3 separate regions of the Ovis aries genome follow, and all the other regions are linked to region 2. A link is a contact called in public Hi-C data. All regions are on one chromosome and are shown on one strand. The core of a region is the stretch at or near the end of the contact, and the rest is flanking DNA. Distances in the headings are between cores, read along the strand shown. Region 1 has its middle 52 kb from the start of PJA1. Region 2 holds the start of EFNB1 (ephrin B1). Region 3 has its middle 110 kb from the start of PJA1.

Region 1 (3,666 bases), core at 746-3,245, 400 kb before region 2:
TTGGTTTCCCCTCTCTGTCACTGATTGGTGATGCTCACATCTGTCAAATTGGAAGAAGAGTATTTGTTTCATAGGATCCCTGGGAAGATTCAAAGAGAAGATGCAGGTAAAGTACTTAAGAAAGTGCAAGCGTGCTCAGTAATGACGCACTGTCATTATTCATCCGAGAAATAGCGATTCAGGACGGGCTGTGAGCCCTGGACTTGGTTTGCTTGCTCTGTGATGGAGAGGTTGGCTGTGGTGAGGGAGAGACGAAGGGGCCACACCTTGACCCCAGGCCCTGGGCTGAGGAGAACAGGGACAGCGGACACCCTGGGGTATGGGCAGCAGAGCCTGTGGGCCACAAGTAAGGCCCCCAGACCATGCTGGTCCTCCAGGTGTGGGGAAATGGGGCGCCTCCGGGCCTTTAGCCCCTCTGAAGGAGAGGACTCCTGGAAGAACGCAGTGTATCCAGGAGTGGTTGCATGGTGCCAGGCAGGCCCAAGTCCAGACTGGCATGCTTGTCACCTTAGGAGGCCCAGACTCAAACTTCTCTGGTGGAAAAGCAGAGAAGGGATTGCAAGCAAACTCTGGAAGAGTTACAATGCCCTAAGTAACCCACTGGGGAGTGAGAAGAAAATATTGCAATATAGAGAGCATTTCTTTTCACCTCATCCTTTAACAGTTTTGACATTGGACATGCAACTTGTGACTTACATCATCAATTAGTAAAGTAACACATGTATAGTAAAAACAGCATCTATGCATTCACTCTGTCCCAGACCCCCACAATCACTTGATGGCAGTGAGTAGAACTCCTATCTCCTCTTTCTCCAGGGACCACTGAGGCCCAGAGACATCAAGCCACTCACCCAGTAGAAGAACCAGGATTCACATTCACAAACTTGACCCCAGCGTCTATGTTCTTTACCACTACATTATGTATTACTAAATCTCTATATTATGTATTAATAAATCCCTGGTGGCTCAGATGGTAAAGAATCCACCTGCTATGCAGGAGACCCAGGTTTGACCCCTGGGTCAGGAACATCCCTTGGAGAAGGGAATGGCAACCCACTCCAGTATTCTTGCCTGGATAATTCCACGGACAGAGGAGCCTGGCGAACATGTCCATGGGGTCACAAAGAGTCAGACATGACTGAGCAGCGAACACTTTCATAGATATATGAAAGTTTGAGTTGCTGTGTTCAAAGTGCTCTAATGATAGGAATCCATGATTTAGAAGTGTGGTGACTGCTGCCCTGCTAAGGGTGCCAGCTCTGGAAGGGCCCTTCAAGAGGCTCACGGTACAGATGGGCACATCGAAGGCCTGAGAGGGACAGAGTGCCGTCCTAGATCACACAGCAAGAAAATGCCAGTGCGGGCTGCCAGTGTGATGTCCTGCCTCCCAGAACTAAAACTCACGACTGCTCAGCCACTGTCACATTCCCTGTGCTCCCACACCGCCACCTCCACTCCCGCATGGCTCTTCCTGCTCGCTCATCTTCCTCACCCCCAACAGATGCAAGCAAAGCAGCTGCTATTGGCTTCGGAGGACGGCTTTCCGGACTTTGGCCTATTTCCTCACGGTAACCCCTTGGCCTAGGCCCAGAATGGCCACCATCCAGTGGGAAAGGGGATGAGAGGGCAGGCAGTGACCGTGGAGAGGGGCAGCTCAGGAAGAAGAGGGCCTTAAACTCTCTGGGATCTCCATCAGCCATTCTTCTAAAAGGGGAGAGACATAGATGGATACAGAGCTATGTAGATACATAGCAAAGAGATCAATACACAGATACACAATTACTTAGATAGACATATGGAAATGCAGAGATAAATGTAGAGATAACAGATAGATATAGAAATCCATAAATCCATAGATATCATAGATATATAGTTACATGGCTTGAGGACATGGGAATCGCAGAATCAGTCACTTTCTCTCTCTCGCTTTGAACTTCTCTGGTCTCACTCACCGCCAAGGCTCCCAGCACCACCCCCACTACGGGTGGCCAACTAGCCTCTGTGCACAGCTGTGCACGCTGGCTCCTGTGAAGGGCCTCTGCGAGCTCTAAAGTTCTTCCCACAGTTGAGCTGGCTGCACCCAGAGGCAGCTCCTACCCTGGGGGCTCAGCTGTGCTCCCCAGGGCCACCACAACCCCAGTCTGTTCCTTCTGCCAGGTGGCCAACCTGTGAAGGCAGAGACCGCTTCCCCCAGAGTCTTTTCCTGGCTGCCTGGGTCCTGGAGCCACTGGGGCCCCACTGGAATCCTCTCTCTACCCAAAGACATGGCAGGGAGCTGCCTGGTGGCCTGGGCCAGGTCTCACCCAGGGGTCTTCCAACCTTAGGTGTGTTCCGGGGCCCTGACCCCTGCAGCTAGGACAGCTGCCGCTGGGGGGGCACTCCCTTGCCTTTGAAGGCATGGGAGGGTTACAGGGTTAGCTGGGGAATAAGGCTCCTCCAGAACCCCGTGAGCTAATGAGAGAGACAAGGGAGCATGAAGCAAGGAGCAGTTTGCTGTCTCAACTTTCTCCCTGCCTCTGGCTTGGATTTGCTGTTAGTCTTGTTGTGTCTGTCTTGAACCTCAAGAACTTGCACGGATATTGCGGTGAGGAGAGCTGACCAGAAGGCAAACAACACCATGGGTCTGTGGTGATCACAGCAACAAAAAAATTAACATAGAGAGAGACCCAGGAAGAGCCCTACCTTTTTTTCACTGGCCCTCAATAGCATCTCTCATGGTTGTCCATCCAGCCTCTACTTACACACCTCTGGGGACGGGGTCCTCACTAAGGACCTGAGACAGCTGTTCTCTTACAAAACAGCTCACCATAACAGGAAATCCTTCTCTGAAGTGAACAGAAATCTCTAACGCTATGGCTGCCACCCACAGATCTTAAATGTGGTCCTCAGAATCCCTGTGCCCTTGGACAGTTCTTCAGAAGTCTCCCCCAAAGAAGTAAAATCCTTGGGGGCCTGCAACCTCTCAGTGTGGGTTCTCAGGAAAGAATGAGATGCCCTGTAGCCCAGAGCAGTTGCACTGCATTGTGGGAGAAGCAAGCCCCACACAAACCAAATTGGGGAGTGAAAGAGGGGCCACTAGTCAAATAAAGCCACACCAGGTTGCGTCTGAGTCTGAGAAATTCGGTGTGAGATAAGGCGGGGTGGGGGGAGGAATGTAGAATGGAAACTGGCCCAACCTGAGGAAATAGGGAAGAAAGGAAGGGGCTGGAAAGCAGGCTGGGCAGTAGGCAGGCTGGCCCATCCCTGCCTGAGGCCCAGAGGCCTTCATGAGAGTTCCCAGACGCCAACAGAATTGGGTGGAAGGGAGCCAGAGAACTGAGAGGCCTGCCCTGGGGGCATATTCAGGGCTGGTTGCCCTAAAGGTCAGCACAGAGCATTCAGTTGCCCCTCTCATCCCAGGCACTGGGGAACAGCAGAGTTCCTTTAAGCTACATACCCCCAGGTCCTGCCAGCCTAGATGCGTCAGCCTGCATGGTACTCAGCAAGGGCTGGTTGGCAGACCAGTTCCACACTGACCCCTCAGTTTCCATCAGAGCTGGCATCCCTGGAGCCCCCAGTATAAGATTCTAAGTAACTGGCCTTGGGTGCTTCTAAACCCTCTGGGGGTGACAGGGGTCCTTTCTATGCCTCCAGTCTCCCTGGAATGCTTCCCAGCAACCGACCAGG
Region 2 (3,918 bases), core at 795-3,294:
AGGAAGGAAAAGCAATTTTGACCCTGGGTTCCAACCTAAGTCCTGGATGCCAAAAGAGGAAAAGGTCCAGAGGTCACTACACAACCCAGCGACTCCCCACTAACAGCCCAGAAACCACTGAGCCACCGCCCTGAAAGGTGTGTGGTTGGGGTAGGGGAGGGGGGGGGAGGTTGAGCGAGGATTGTGAAGGGGAAGGAGAATAGAGAAAAGAAAGGATCTCCTCTACATAACTGCCTCCCCAACCCCTTTGGGAAAGCTAAGCACAACTCCCCAATCTGAGGGACCGGGAAGACAGGGAGGAGCAATGGGACCAGCCTGGGCAGGAATCTTTCATTTGCCTCCCACCTCCCTCGCCAGCTCGGCCGCCACACTCCACCCCGGCCAGCCCTGGAAGCTCTGCTGTCGGCTCCATTGGACCCCCGACGGGCGATGGATCGAACCCACCCCCCCTTCAACAAAACCCCTTTCCCACTCCGCCTCTCTCCACCCGCCGCCTTTGTGAGCCTGGGAGCGGCGCCCGCCCTTCCACGGCCCCAGCAGGGAGAAAGGTGGCGGGGGTGGGGGGGCGGCGCGAGGGCTGGAAGAAGCAGCAAAACGAAAAGCTAGGGAGGCGAAATGGGAAGAAAGAAATGAAAATGGGAGAAGCCCGAATCAGGATACAGGCACTGCCACCCGCCCCAAGCGCGAAGTCCCGCGCCGCGGTCCCTTCACTGCTAAACAAACGGGGAACCCGTGTTCTGGCCTCTTCCCCTGCCCAGGTCAAGCTCGCCCCCACTCCCCAACTCCGCCAGCGGCTCTCCGCGAAAACCGCCACGTTCCCAGGGGCCCTAAAGGGGGCTGCTTTCTCTCCCCTACCCAGCTCTTCGGTGCGCTCTAGAGCGCTCCGACTCCCAGCTCTGCCCGGCGCGACAATCTCGACTTGATTTGGGACGTGCGGAGGAGACAGCCGAGAAGCCGAGGGGTCACAATACAGCCAAGTGCCCCCACCCAACCCCGCCGCACCCTTCCCCGCCCGTCCGCAGGGAAATACACTCGAAAAAGCCAGAGACAAAATAGGGCGCCGCTCCGCCTCTGAACACCTTCCCATAGGCGCTCGGGGGCGCGCGGCCTCACCCCGAAGGAGTGCCTCCCACCCTCAGGGACCAGAAGAGATAAGTTACTCACTTGGGGTTGAGAGAGCTCCAGGACACGGGCTCCAGATTCTTGGCCAGCGGCGTGGCGAGCCGGCATAACGCCAACACGACCATCGCGACAAGCCACTTGCCGAGCCAACGCTGGCCAGGACGGGCCATCTTCCCGGGGGCAGGCTGCACTTCGGGATCCCCTGGCACCTCCTCAGCAAAGCTGGCCTCGCCTTCCCGTGCCGCGCTGCTCTCTGAACCGCTCAGGCGCCCATCCTCCGCAGCCGCCGGCCTTGAAGTGCTCCCCTCCCGCCGGCTTTGGTGTCGCTCTTCTCCGCCCCGCCGGCCAGGAGGACTCACTGGGCAGCCGCCCGCAACTCCGGCATGAGCTGCGGCCTCCGAGGGCTCGTTCCCCTGGCCTCTCTGCCACACGAAGCGCGACGGGGGCTCTGCCCCCCACCGGAGGATCCCTTCCGATTCCGCTCGGCTCCCCGAGACTGTTTGGGACTGCGTGCCCTCTCCCCGACGGGGTCTCCCCGCTGGGGACTTGGTGGCCGCCCCGACGCCTCAACCGTCCTGGAATCGGCACCCCTGGGAAGAAGTGGGAGTCTCCCCACCACACAAGCTCGGTCCGGGGGCTCCCGACCGGGCCGCCCTTGCACGGGCTCCGTTCCTCCAGGCCACACTGGAACTCCGGGCTGGGCGCCCCCCGACAGCTTCGACTTCAGCGCGGGCCCCGCTTAGTGTATTTAGAAGAGCGGGGAGACGCTGCCGAGCAAGCCAGTCCCATCAGTTTGCGCCTCTGAAGCCTAGGCGTTTGGCCTGGCAGCCCAGTCGCCGAGTCCTAGCTTCCCGGCGACTGCGCCCGAGAGTCTGCGTTCAGTGCGAGGCTCACACACCTCCCACTGCTGTCCAGCACGCATAGACTCCCTCCGCTGCCGCTGAGCTGTCTACTCCCCTGCTCAGGCGTACGCAAGGCCAACCCTACTCGTTTTAGCCAATAGCAAGCTCCGTCACGGGGTCCTTGCCCCGCACCACGCCTCTAGAAGAGGAAGGGGGCGGGCTTTCGGGAACTCTTAAGGACGCCGCACTCTTCGATGGCACCAATCTGAGTGTGCGGCTCGTGCGGTTAGGGATGGGTTCCGCCTAGTCCTGTTCTCAGAGCGCTCTGCCCGTGGGAAGTTGGCGCTCCTCTAGAGTTGTTGGCCTGCTCTGCTCCCTGCGCGCCTGTTCAACACTCCGGCCCACTGCCCTGGGCCAGACAGGTCCTGTCACGAGTATCCCGGGAAAGTACTGCCATTCTTGTTACACACGCGAGCCCTGAAGTTTTTGCTCCATGCCCACCACTGTGGCAAAGATAACTTGTTTACTGCCTGTCCCTTCTCTCGCAGGACTCTGGTAGGCTTTCCTCCTTTCACCTTCACAGTGCAGTGTCCGCTTGCACATGGACCCAGAGTCCTGAACAGACAAATGGATATCGGTGGGTGGTGGAATCTCAGAGGGGTCAAGTAGCGGAAAGAGGAGGGTGGGGGAGAATTTCTTCGCCCCTGGGGACTAGGCCTTGGAAATCTTAACTTTGCAGAAGAGCCTTGTGGGACACCAGGGGCCCATATTTCGAGTCTTGTCCTGTCTGAAGGTATAGGCAAGGCCAGATAGGATAGGCCAGAGGGAATGAGAGGGCACCTCGATAAAGAATGACGCAAAGAGGAAAGGTTATAGGACAGAGGCACCTTTAGAAAATGCAAAAGCAGATGCCCTGGCCCCAGCACACCAGACTCCAGCGCCTCCCGGCCTCGCCATCTGGGTCTTTGTCTCCCAGCCCTGGCCTGTTCTCCCCGCCCCTCCTCGCTTCTTTGCTTATAACTTTGGCTCAATCCCATAGCTCAGACCCTCCAGGTCCGACCCACTCTCCCTCGTCGGACCTCAACAGATGTACCCACATGCTAATGTCTCCCTCTACTGGACTTTTATAACACTGCCGGCGCCTGGGACCGACTGAGAGTGCCCACTCCAACAGGAGCGTGGCACACACGAGCCTGGCACACGCGCTGGAGCGCAAGACCCAGGACAGGGGTAGTGGCCTTGGCTAGAACCGCGGTCCCCTGTGGAGAGGAAGAGAGAGCACTAGGAGGAAGATCTGAATTTGGAGTTGGCTCAGGGATTGGTGAAGACTTAAAGTCTCTTTGCTGCTGTTTTATGGAGATAATTAGAGACAGTCCTGAAGTGCTCTGCCATTTACACAGTTTCCTGTCCTCTCACTTAAAGAGGAGGCTGAGTTACCGACTTTCTCACTGGATCCTCTGATGACCTCTTTGGTTCATAAAGTGGACCTATATTTGGGGGAAACAAAGAGAGGCAAGTGGGTTATTCTCACTTTTAGGAGAGGAAATGGGTTACTCTCACTTTCAAGGAACAGGGCCTAGAGGAAGAGGAGGATATGGGTAGAAATAGAAGAGGAGGAGCTGTTTAGGGTCTCTCACCTCCCAGCTGGATTCCTTATTAGGGTGTGAGCAAGGAGAGACAAGAACAAGGTGCAGGGACTCACCAATAGACCAAGTTGGAGACTAGGATTGTCCAAAGGGCATGGAAAGACAGCAAAACGTGAGGATGGAAAACAACTTGCCACTTACTGAGTGCCTACTATGTTCCAGGAACCATGGTAGAGGCATTTCCCTTCACAATCCTTTGAGATGAGTTCCACGATCCCTATTTTATGTAAGAGGGAAAACTAAGGCTCAAGGGGAAGTGACTCATTTGAGGTCATGGAGCTGATTGATGGTAGAAGCAGAATTTGGCC
Region 3 (3,635 bases), core at 1,003-3,502, 460 kb before region 2:
CCTCATTACACCCCTCTCGGTTTCCAGCTTGCCTGGATGGCCTAGGGAGACCCGAGAGAGGGAGGGGAGCAGGGACACTGAATGGACTCAGGTTTGCTGTTTCGCTGCTGTGTGGCCTCGGGCAAAGTGCTCACCTCTCTGGGCCCAGCTCCCCATCCTCACTCTGGAGGGGTGAGTGGATGCTACCCATGGTCATTTCCAGCAGTCCTGCTCCTGTCTCGGCATGAAGCAATGAGCCAAAACCACCTCTTGGGTCCCTTTCTGAGGCTTCCAGCCAGGCAAGACACCAAAGGCAAGCTGCTGCTGCTGCTGCTAAGTCGCTTCAGTTGTGCCCAGCTTTGTGCGACCCCATAGACGGCAGCCCACCAGGCTCCCCCGTCCCTGGGATTCTCCAGGCAAGAAGACTAGAGTGGGTTGCCATTTCCTTCTCCAATGCATGAAAGTGAAAAGTGAAAGTGAAGTTGCTCAGTCGTGTCCGATTCTTCGCGATCCCATGGACTGCAGCCTACGAGGCTCCTCCATCCATGGGATTTTCCAGGCAAGAGTACTGGAGTGGGGTGCCATTGCCTTCTCCGAAAGGCAAGCTAGGGGAATGGAAAGCATATCCCAGCTTTGCTGCTTTGCAACTGTGTGACCTGGGACAGGTCAGTTTACATCTTTGAGCTTTTGTGTCTTCACCTGAGGGCTTCCCAGGTGGTACCAATGGTAAAGAACCTGCTTGCCAAAACAGGAAATATAAGAGACACAGGTTCAATCAGTGGTCAGGGAGATCCCCTAGAAAAGGAAATGCCAACCCATTCCAGTATTCTTACCTGGAGAATCCCATGGACACAGGAGCCTGGCTGGCTACGGCCCATGGGGTCGCAAAGAGTTGGACATGACTGAAGTGACTTAGCACATAGCACATATGCCCATCTTCAGCTCAATAATGAAGAACAATGTATCTACCCTCCAAGGAAAGGGTGCTGTAAGGAGTCAATAAAATAATGTATGTAACTAGGACCTATACAGTGCCTAATGCAATAGGCATTCATTCATTCATTCAACAAACATTTCTTTAGTATTTACTAAGGGATGTGGGATAGTCTAATAAGAGTGGAGTCTCTGGTGTCAGATTACCTGGGTTCAAAACCCAGTTCTGCCTTTCATTACCTGTGGGACCTTGATTGAGTGACTTCACCTCTCTGTGCTCTAGTTACCCCAGCTCTAAAATGGGGCACCTACCTCATAGTCCTGCTGTCACGATAGAGTTATTCCATGTAAAGCATCTATTGCTCAGCACACAGTAGGAGCTCATGAAATGTCATGACACTGTTCTAAATGTTGGGGTGCAGGGGGAACAAAATGAACGATTCCCCACTTGCATGGGGCAGTCAAGAAATGTTGGATACTTTCCCTCTTCCTATTGTTTTCCCCTGTAAGGGGGATAAAGAAGTGTCTTAGATCATTGCAGCTCAAAATCATTCTTTGCTCTTTCCCCTCTTCCAACTAATCCATAAATATTAAACAAATATTCATACATGCAAGGAAGATTCATTGAGTACCTTGTCTAGCTCTCTGCTAGATGCTGAGGCTGTAGACGTGAATATGACTCAGCCTTCATTCACTATAAGTTCTCAGTCTATGAGGGGGGTGGGGGAGAGAGAGAGAGAATGAGAAAGACAGACTCTTCTTACTGTTTTTCTTAGGGCCAGAGGGGAAGCCGTCTCAGAGGAGGTAGCTCTATGTTCTGACTTATGCAAAGATTCCAGACATAAAGAAGAGCATGAGCAAGGGCACAGAGGTGCTAAGAGATGACCACCAGTCCAGTGTGGCTGGGATATCAGTGGGTATGGAAGACTGCTCTGCTCTTCTCCCTAGAGCCCTCTTTATGGGGCCCCTACATCAAGCCAGGCCCTGAGCTTGGTATTCTCTAAAGTGCTCTCACCATGAGGCAGGAATGCTTACCTGCACCTCACACAGGAGGAAACAGACTCAGGGTGGTGAAGGGAATATGCTCAGGGCCACCCATCTAGCAGATGGCAAAACTGAGGTAGGCCCCCAAGTCTGTCTGCTTCTCTCAACACTTCCCTGCTCTCTGTAGATAGTGAACTGGCCTGTGCGCTGCTTTGCTCCGGGTAGCTGTCTGGTGGAAGGAAGCAGGAGGTTGAGGAGAGGAATGCCTGAGGGCCTGGGTGCATGGCAGTGAGCCTGCACCTTCATGCCCTGTTGTGGGGACATGTGGGCAGCAGGAAGTAGCAAGGCCTAATTATTTGTATATCTCTCCCTACCCAGGAACTTGCCACAAGGAAGGCTAAGCCTCTTTCCCACCCCTTTCCATGCACACGCGCACACACACACGCACGCATACACACACACATACATACTCACACACCATCCTGCCCTGCTCCTAAAAATATCAAACCAGTGGAGCTGCAAGGGAAATGAATGTTTGGCAGCAGAGCAAGTGGCCTAGGAGTGGTGTCAGGCTCCGTAAATATTTACCCTCTGGATTAGAGCAGAAGTTGGAAACATTAGGCAGCTGAAAATTGCTGTTTTAATAGCATGGCTGATAAATCCAAACTTGGGGGGTTTGTTTGGAAGTTTCAGCTTCTGGGAATTTTAGCATGTAAACTATGGGCCTGGGGTGGCCGGGAACCGAGCAGAGGGGTGTGGGTGTGGGCTGCTGGGTGGGTTTGCCTACAGACAAGGCGACCAGGCCAGAGAAGGCCCAGCGCCTCAGGCTTCAGCCATTCAGAAGATGCTGCGCTAATTCACCTCATTCTTTCATTTATTCATCCATCTATCACACTCTGATCAAAAGGAGGTGTGATGAGCAAACATTTGTTGAACCCCAACCACATGCTGCATATTACAATGGGGGCTTTTAGACCCTAGTTCAACATTTACTGTAACCCTCAATGATAGCAAGTACTGTTTTCACTCCCAAAAGGTTGAGGAAAACCAAGTCTCAGAGAGGGAAGGTAACTTGCTCAAGGGCATCAGCTGAGAAGAACCAGAACAGGGTTCTAAGCCCAGATATCTCTGACCACAAACCATGTTCTTTCCCTTGCACTGCACTACTCACCAAGGTGGCTTATCAAGTAGCAGCTCAATATATTTCTGAGAAATCTGAACCAAGGGGCCCAGAAACACAACACTGAATCTGACCCAGCTCCTCCCTCAGAGAGTTCCTGATCTAGAAGGGGTCTGGGCTATGTATCCAGGTGGCTGTAATTTCAGGGAGAAAGCAGCTAGTGCCCTAAGAGAGGATCAGACAAGGTGCTGTGGGGCTTCTGAGGGGGGAACAGTTTCTCTCAGCTTGGGGGGGCAGAGAAGAGGCCAGGTGTCAGGGTGAGGAGGACCCAGATGGCTCCCTGAAGGAAGTGGTGGTGGAGGCGGGCCTTCCTTGACTGCTGAGTAGAATTTGCAGAGGTGAAAGGAAAGAGGGCAGGTGGTCTAGGCAGCAGGAACAGCTCGACTGTAAGTATGGATCAGAAATAGAGAGTCTGATTGAAGCCTGGCACGTATAGAGGCTTCCCTGATAGCTCAGATGGTAAAGAATCCACCTGCAGTTCAGGAGACCCCAGTTCAATCCCTGGGTCGGGAAGATCTGCTGGAGAAGGGATAGGCTACCCACTCCAGTGTTCTTGGGC

What was found. Hi-C and Micro-C count contacts between places; a contact is called where the count stands out from the background.
Region 1: a Hi-C map of liver shows a contact between it and region 2, with 7 times the contacts expected there. The contact joins the enhancer-like site here to the promoter of EFNB1 in region 2. A contact is called at or near these places in 8 of 16 Hi-C or Micro-C datasets (hypothalamus, liver, muscle and 4 more).
Region 3: a contact with region 2 is called in a Hi-C map of retroperitoneal adipose tissue, with 2.7 times the contacts expected there. The contact joins the enhancer-like site here to the promoter of EFNB1 in region 2. A contact is called at or near these places in 7 of 16 Hi-C or Micro-C datasets (hypothalamus, liver, mixed tissues and 3 more).

The regions. Positions count from the first base shown.
Region 1 is chrX:62,138,875-62,142,540 of ARS-UI_Ramb_v3.0, reverse strand. No RefSeq gene overlaps it. Among named protein-coding and RNA genes, the nearest start is that of PJA1, 52 kb to the right of the region's middle. Within about 2 kb of position 1,995, at least 2 of the 54 cell types and tissues checked have an H3K27ac peak or open chromatin away from gene starts, as enhancers often do. A contact at or near this core is called in liver, where this site is marked.
Region 2 is chrX:61,734,731-61,738,648 of ARS-UI_Ramb_v3.0, reverse strand. EFNB1 (ephrin B1) reads right to left here and starts at 2,044. Exons shown (of 5, transcript XM_015104707.3): 1 at 1,165-2,044. The coding sequence starts at 1,292.
Region 3 is chrX:62,198,513-62,202,147 of ARS-UI_Ramb_v3.0, reverse strand. No RefSeq gene overlaps it. Among named protein-coding and RNA genes, the nearest start is that of PJA1, 110 kb to the right of the region's middle. Within about 2 kb of position 2,252, at least 3 of the 54 cell types and tissues checked have an H3K27ac peak or open chromatin away from gene starts, as enhancers often do.